Linked DNA regions of Hordeum vulgare: region 2 is linked to region 1. Evidence: chromatin contacts called from public Hi-C data. All regions are on one chromosome and are shown on one strand. Each heading gives the region's core, a stretch centred on a gene start, on an enhancer-like site or on the middle of the called end of the contact. The rest is flanking DNA. Distances are from core to core; before and after follow the strand shown. Region 1 holds the start of LOC123401502 (telomere length regulation protein TEL2 homolog). Region 2 holds the start of LOC123405553 (26S proteasome non-ATPase regulatory subunit 6-like).

The links. A called contact is a pair of places that touch in the nucleus more often than the background predicts.
Region 2: a contact with region 1 is called in a Hi-C map of seedling, with 3 times the contacts expected there. The contact joins the promoter of LOC123405553 here to the promoter of LOC123401502 in region 1. A contact is called at or near these places in 2 of 6 Hi-C or Micro-C datasets (leaf and seedling).

Annotation. Positions count from the first base shown.
Region 1 is chr6H:335,271,835-335,275,657 of MorexV3_pseudomolecules_assembly, reverse strand. LOC123401502 (telomere length regulation protein TEL2 homolog) reads right to left here and starts at 1,785. Exons shown (of 15, transcript XM_045095326.1): 1 at 1,259-1,785; 2 at 670-759.
Region 2 is chr6H:336,187,775-336,191,597 of MorexV3_pseudomolecules_assembly, reverse strand. LOC123405553 (26S proteasome non-ATPase regulatory subunit 6-like) reads right to left here and starts at 2,189. Exons shown (of 8, transcript XM_045099200.1): 1 at 1,934-2,189; 2 at 1,733-1,847; 3 at 667-757; 4 at 421-566; 5 at 113-332; 6 at 1-43. The coding sequence starts at 2,096.

The DNA.
Region 1 (3,823 bases), core at 536-3,035:
ACTACTTCATTAGACATTACTCAGCGCTCAACATTTTTTACAAGAACAACAGCCAAACATAAAACAAAAGAAGTCATACCAAATATTAATTCTAGTTGCATATATGAATTAAACATATTGATTTAAAGAAATATAATGTTCAGAAGGAGCATTGACAAGAAACTCCCACAACAACAGTGGCTCAAGAAGAAACAACAAACCATGTCTGGAGGCCGACCATCAGGGAACCCAGATGACTTGCCGGATGCAAGAAAACAAATATTTGAATTCAATTTAAAAAAAATCTACAGCAACCATCTTCTGCACACAAGTGCAAGAAGCTGGAGTCAGCTTTAATGAAACATATCTGAATCAGTCCTATAATTAATACATATACAAGTAAGACACATCAAACTCAACAAAATCACCGAAGATGCTGTGAGCCCGGCAAGCATCTCCAATAGCTTCATGCCTAGCGGCCCGGTGGTGAATACTACCAAACAGCTCACCAAAATTGACGAGAAGAAGTACACATGTTTCATATGATTTGTGGGCGCATTACAAGGACTCAATACCATGTACAGCTATTAAATTGCTACTCGTGGTTAAAATATGACCAAGAACACAAGGACTAATAAACTCAGACGGAGGTAGTAATAGCTAAGAATTTAGAGAAAGAAAGAAAATTACCTACTGCAGGACCTCTGGCTGGGTGGTTCTTGGCTGTGCGATGGATGATGCTGGCAATCCGGTGGTTACTGTTGTGCCGCTGCTGCTCGGCTGCTCCTTGTGGCCCACAATTAGAGACAATAGCCAAAATACCACTATGAGAAACCAAACTTGCCAAAATACCACTATGAAAAACAAACATGCCAATATAGCACTACTTTCAGTTTTCTCTTGCCAAAATACCATTAGTGACTAAGACTAACACCATCCAAAGAAGACTTCTATGCCCTTACCTCTTCACAGCCCAAGTATACATTTCAGCAAACAAAAAGCAGCTACGGTGCAACATTTTAACAGCCAATTGACATGAAAACATCACCAACTCAACATAATCTTACTTTGCATCATCCAACAACAATATAGCCCCTTTTGTACACTCGTTTGCCGTCTACAATCGTCAAGTAAGACTGAACATCTATTTCTACCTTGTAATCGCCCATGGAATCGTTTCTGAAACACATAAACACAGCAAAATCTAAATTTGCTGCACTTGCAATGAGAAAATTCATGGAAAACCGGGGGGGGGGGGGGGGGGGGGGGGGGGGTTTACCTTCTGCTGTTGTGATGTAGTGACTGGCAGCAAGTTGCTGCAGGCAGAGGAGCCGGGCACTGCCGAGAGAGGGGCGGCCGAGCAGGTTGGGGCACCTGCAACCCGTGCCAATGGAGGCACGCGGGAGTCCCGGGGCAGGCGAGCAGGACAGGAGGGCGAGGCAGAGCAGGGACGCAGGACGAGGCGAGCTGCGGCTGCGGGCCGGATGGCGCCGGAGCCCAGCCAGGCGCCGCCCTCGGAGAGGATTGACGGGCGCCGGGCGCCGAGCTGCCCAGGCACGCGACCAGGCAGGAGAAGGCCGGGCGACAGAGGAGGCTAGGGCCGGGGATGGATGGCGGAGAGGATTAGAGGGAGAGGGGAGCTGCGGTCGACGGGCGCCGGGCGCCGGGCTGCCCAGGCACGCGACCAGGCAGGAGAAGGCCGGATGACAGAGGAGGCTAGGGCCGGGGATGGATGGCGGTGAGGATTACAGGGAGAGGGGAGCTGCGGTCAGCCGCCGGCGAGGGCTGCTTCTTCCTCGCGCCGTCATGGCTGTTGGGTGCGGGAGGGCTTTTTTTTTTTAAGAAACAGGGTACGGGAGGGCTGGATAGGGTTAATTTTGAAATAGGAAAAAGTCAAAAACAAACCTTAAGACCCTGTTTGGTTCCAAATAAGTCACCAACTTATAAGCTAAAAAGTGTAAAAGTGACTTATTTTACCAAACAGACCCAACTTATAAGTCACCCCAACTTATCTCTCCCTAATAATAAAGCAAATACTGTTTCTGATCGTCTTGAAAATTATTCCTAAAGTTTGCATAAATTACTTACCATGCCATCGATAAGTAATTAAAAACGTTTCACAAAGCAAAAAATGGCCGGCCCATGTAAAAACCTTCTATATTACCTTCTGCATGCTGGAAGAATTTCCAGCACACCATATGGACCGGCCCATGCACATGCGCCTGCTTTTAGTTCCGTTTATTTATTTATTTTCAGTTTCGTTTTATTTTTTTATTTTAAATAATTAAAAACTTCAAATAATCTTTAATATTTTAATAAACTGAAAATTATAAATCAACATATTTAAAAAATTAAAATGTTTGTGACTTCAAAAACTGCTCGAAGTTTTGTGAAAAATGCTCGCATACACAATAAAATGTTTGCAATTTTAGAAAAATGTTTGTACAATAAGAAAAGTCCATGATCTCAAATACAATTCCATGTAATAAAAATTATTAAAGGCATTTAACAAAATGATTTCTAATTTAAAAATATGTTAATGCATTTAAAAAATGTCTTAAAATTTTAAAAATAGCTAATGCCTGTTTTGATAGTTTCTTTTTTTATTTAACGTTCCATTTTTGTTTATTTATATTTAAATAATTTAGAATTACAAAAACTTTTGCATATTATAAAATAGGAATTTTGATTTAAAATGCTGACGAATTTTTATTTTGAATTAAAAATAGGGTTCAAAAAGAGCGTCGAATTTTTATATTCTTTTGCAAATTTCAAAACAATGTCCATGAATTTAATAAATATATTACTGATTTATAAAAATGTTTGTTCATTCAGAAAAACTTCATGCGTTTCAAAAAATGTTTGTGAATTTAAAATAAAATTCTCCAACATCAAAAATTATGTTCGTCTTTTCTTAAATTGGTCGCCAATTCGAAAGAAAATATTTAAACCCGTTCAAAATATAAAAAATATTCACGATTTTTACTAAATGTTTGTAAATTGTAAAAAATGTTCTCAATTTTAAAATTGTTCCCATATTTGTAAAATTGTTCACAAAGTTCTAATGTATGTAGTTAAACATTAATGCTTCTAAGTCTTTGTGACAATATACATGTGTGAATTTTGAAGAATTAACTGTTGGATGGATCGGATTATTATTGTATGTTTTCTAAGAAAAAATCTTGAAATTCAGAATAAATCTTTGAGTTACCAAGATTTTTGACAACCATGATATATATTTTTTGAAAATGTAAAGATTACTTCAAGCGATGATATGTTAATAAATTTGTGCACAAAATTTCTAAATCAAGCGATGATATGTGAACATAATATGGTCACCATCATTGGAGATTATGTTTTTTTTCGTGGCAACGCTCGGGCCCTTTTGCTAGTAAGTCATAAGTTGCTACACCCCAACTTAAAACTTATAAGTCACCCACTTTTGCATGAGAAGGTGACTTATAAGTGAGATGGCAACCAAACAAACATGACTTATAAGTCACTGGTTTTAAGTCACGTGACTTATAAGTCACCTGACTTAGGCCATGTTTGGTTCCAAATAAGTCACCAACTTATAAGTTGAAAAGTGCAAAAAGTGACTTATTTTGCCAAACAGACCCAACTTATAAGTAACCACAACTTATAAGTCATAGGTTGCTCCATCCCAACTTAAAACTTATAAGTCACCCACTTTTGCATGAAAAGGTGACTTATAAGTCAGATGACAACCAAACAGGCGTGACTTATAAGTCACTGGTTTTAAGTCATGACTTATTGAAACCAAACACGACCTTATTGAAACCAAACAGGGCCTAAATCTATAGACGAAAGCTAATTGAATTCG
Region 2 (3,823 bases), core at 940-3,439, 920 kb before region 1:
GTACTTTGCCTATCACTGCAAGGATTTCTGGTGCATCCACCACCTGAAAAATTTGTTTTGTTAGAGATAACTACGGCAAGAAAATATAACAGACGGAGCCAAGTTGAAATACCTTTTGCTTTAGAGATACACGATCCAATGAGATTATACTCGTGAGGACTGTATAGAAGATGAAAGTGTCGTATGGAAACAGCTCATAGGTTGTGAAAGTTGAGATGGAGTCCAAAAACAGGCTGGTAGCTTTCTTGAAGTTTCTAGTTGCCATGCAGTATAGGCCTTCGTACACTTTCAATCTGTTCTTTCTCTCCCAGTCACCTCCCTCCTCAAACAACCTAAAAGCAGTAGAATAAGTGGCCAAATACCATCACACTGGTGTTCCAAATGGCAGAATGGAACTCTACAGATGGAACAAAGGCTTACTTCTTTGCCTTATCAATTGATTTTGAGATGAGATCGAAGTCCATGTAGAAAAGGCCAATTTGCAAAGTGTAGAACACAAGATCCATCTTCTGGCCAATGGCTACAGTTTTTCCTTCAGTAACTTTAAGTTGTTCCAGTGCTTTTTCCTATAAAGTTGATTTCAGACAATAGAAACAGGTATATTTAGAACTTGTACTTTATTAACCAGGCATCAGATAATTATTTTACAAGTAAACAAGTTCATACCTTCTCGCCAACCTTTACAAAGTACAAGGACTTGGCAAGATGGGCTTCACGCACTTCACTCTCGCCCAAGTTCTCTTCAGCATCAGCAATTCTTCATATACAAAACAAAAGTTTAGTTTAGAGGAACCAAATTGGTACTCATCAAAATTTACAGCAGTGGAAATATTAGATACAAAATAACTGGGAAGAGCATCATGGATAATAAGAAACAAGCCTAATTCCATAATCATTGAACCAACGTGTTTTTAATAATTCAGCCTTCAGGAATACCCTGTCTACAATTCAAGATTACTAATAACTAATAATTTCTTTCATTCATCTCATCCAGAACATCGTATCTCAAAGAAACTCCACTTGCTCCTTAACATTGACTATTCAACCTAAATTGCCCTGCCTGACTGGTGGCCAGATGCACGACGCGGTCTTCCCAAGCTTCCCTGCAAAGGATTCGACAACGCGGTTCGCCTAGCTCGGCATCCCAGCTGAGTTGTAAGACCAAACCGACGGTGAGCTCTGGATCAAAGCAGGAGCGGAAGGGTTCCTTAGCATACGGATATAGCCTTGTACTAATCCTAGTGGCGTTGTCTTGCTGGCAGCCCTAGATAGCCAGCCCCCTGCCGTTGTACGAGTCACCATGGGCGACAAAACTCTGCAAATTCTGTGCGTGTTCGCCAAAAATCAAAAGGTTCTACCCTTCCTTAATATACTCTAATTACTCTTCTCAATGCCTGGTTGTAAATTCCGAAAGAGCTATAGTTTCCTAATACTAATAACGGACTCAGTTCTGACAGAAATATAGAACACAAACAGGCACAGTTCTCACACAAAATTGGGGAACATTCCAATTTACTTCGCAGTCTTTGGAGGACGGTAAACATTATGAGCAGTTTGGTATAAGACTCACTTCCTGCGTCCAAAACACGAAGTGCTAATTCATACCTATCCAGCGCAAAGCAATTTACTGACAAGATCTATCGTCTACTTTTGACCACGTCTAGAACCCGAATTAGCACTAGACCGAGCTCTACAAAAGAATTAAGCAGAACGAGAGGGCAAACCCACTCACTTCTCATCGAGCTTGCGGATCTCCTCGTCGATCCGGGCGCGCATCTCGGCGAGCAGTGCGGCGTCCGGCTCCAGCACGCCCGTGGCGGCCAGCGACTCGAACAGCGGCGCCATGTCTGGCAATCAACCCCACGAAAGAAAAAACAGATCAGTTTAGCTGGCACACTGGATAAGCGGCGAGGGGGGCGGGACGGTGCGGTACCATCGGATTTGACGGCGGAGAGCACGTCGGAGCGGATGTCGACCTTGGAGAGGTCGTCAACGTCGGGGTGGGAGAGCAGGAAGAGCTTGTGGGCAAGCAACAGGTGCTTCTCCTGCTTCCCATCCTCGCCGCTGGTGCTTCCGCCGCCACCGCCTCCGTCCATCTCGTCGCCGCTCGTTTGGGTTGAGGGCACTTCCCTCCGGTTGGTTCGCTTGGATCGCACGGCGTCGGGAGTTCTGACAGGCCGTGGGTAGGTTCGAGTTGGAAGTTAGGGGCCAGAGCTGGCCAAACAGGCTGGCCCGGCCCATGCTAATCATGCATGGCACGGGACGGCCCATTGGGATACGGTTAGTAAGTGGGTTGTGTCATATCGAACCGTGTGCTGCATGTTCAGGCCTAGTACAGCCTACTCCCTTCGTTTTTAAATATAAGTCTTTTAAGAATTTTTATTAAAAAAGTACATACAGATGTATATAGACATACATTAGAGTATAGATTCGTTCATTTTACTTCGTATGTAGTCCTTTAATAGAATCTTTAAAAAGACTTATATTTAGGAACGGAGGGAGTAGTTAGTAAATGAGTCAGTATATTGGACCGTTTAATGCGATGGGTTGAATATTTTTAAGATTGTTGGACTGGTTTTTAGGACTATTATGATGTATTTTAAGTGTATGTACATAATTTTTTTTAAAAAATACGGATCATGTCGTGCTAGCTCACGAGTCCAATCTCCAAGCCTAGGCATGGCCCAAGACGTGTTGTATGTCGTGTCTGGTCCATGGCGGGTCGTGTCGTCGTGCTCGCGGGCTGGTCTGGTTGGCTCAACCCGTTTGTCCAACTTTGTTAGGGGGTAGGGTTTCTTTCTAGTTAGGGCTTGGACTTGTCCTTATAGGTCAAATGGATAGATTCTAGGATTAGACCGGCATCAACCTTTTACTCGAAATTTCAAAACGTAAAAGTTCACAGCATAAAGAATTCCAAAAAATCTACTGAGTTTTAATTTGTAACAAATAGATAAAATGAATGAGACAAACATCTAGATTTTGTCCATTGCAAATGAACTGGGAAAATGTGGAATACTCGAAGAAAAATAACAAACAATTAAAGTTTTTTACCAGAAATTCAAAACACCAAAGTCCATAACTCAACAAATTTAACATCACTATTTTCTATTGAAAAAACCAGAAAAAACACATTCATGATCTATGGCACAAGCAATGATGTATGGATTGCAATTTGCCATACAAATGGGGTGTCACGGTAAGGACGGCTATGAGTACACATTATCGAGTAACCGATGGGTAAAAATTATGTTAAGGTAAGAGTATGGGACAAAACATGCCCATGGGTATATAAAACATGGAATCTCAAACTTATCGGGTAGAGGGGGTTCGGATATGAGATCGTATAACCCATACCCGCGCACACATGTACCCTTATAGAATATCAGAAGCGGGCTTGGTATTTTGGTTGAACTTGTTATAATGTTCAAAGTTTATTGTAATGCTTATTTCATGATTTTATGTATGCCCAAAGTATCTTTAGCTTTATTAAGAGTTTGTAAGCCTAACATGTATGACCATGTGTTGTTGTTTTCTTGTGTTGTTTTTAGGAGGAAATTCTATTGTTTATGAGAATATGTTTCTAATGGTATGTTATTGTTTATAAGTATGTGATGTTATTATGATGTGTGGTTGTTTATAAACTATGACCATCTGTTGTTTTTTAACCATGTTTTACTCAAGTTTATGTGTTACAAATGTGGGTATTTTTACCCGCAGGTAACCATTACCCTGTCGAGTGACGTGTACCCATTGACGGGTATAGATATGGGTGATGGGTAATTTAAGAGGGGACGAGTAAAGGTATGGGGAGGCTTCACGAGTA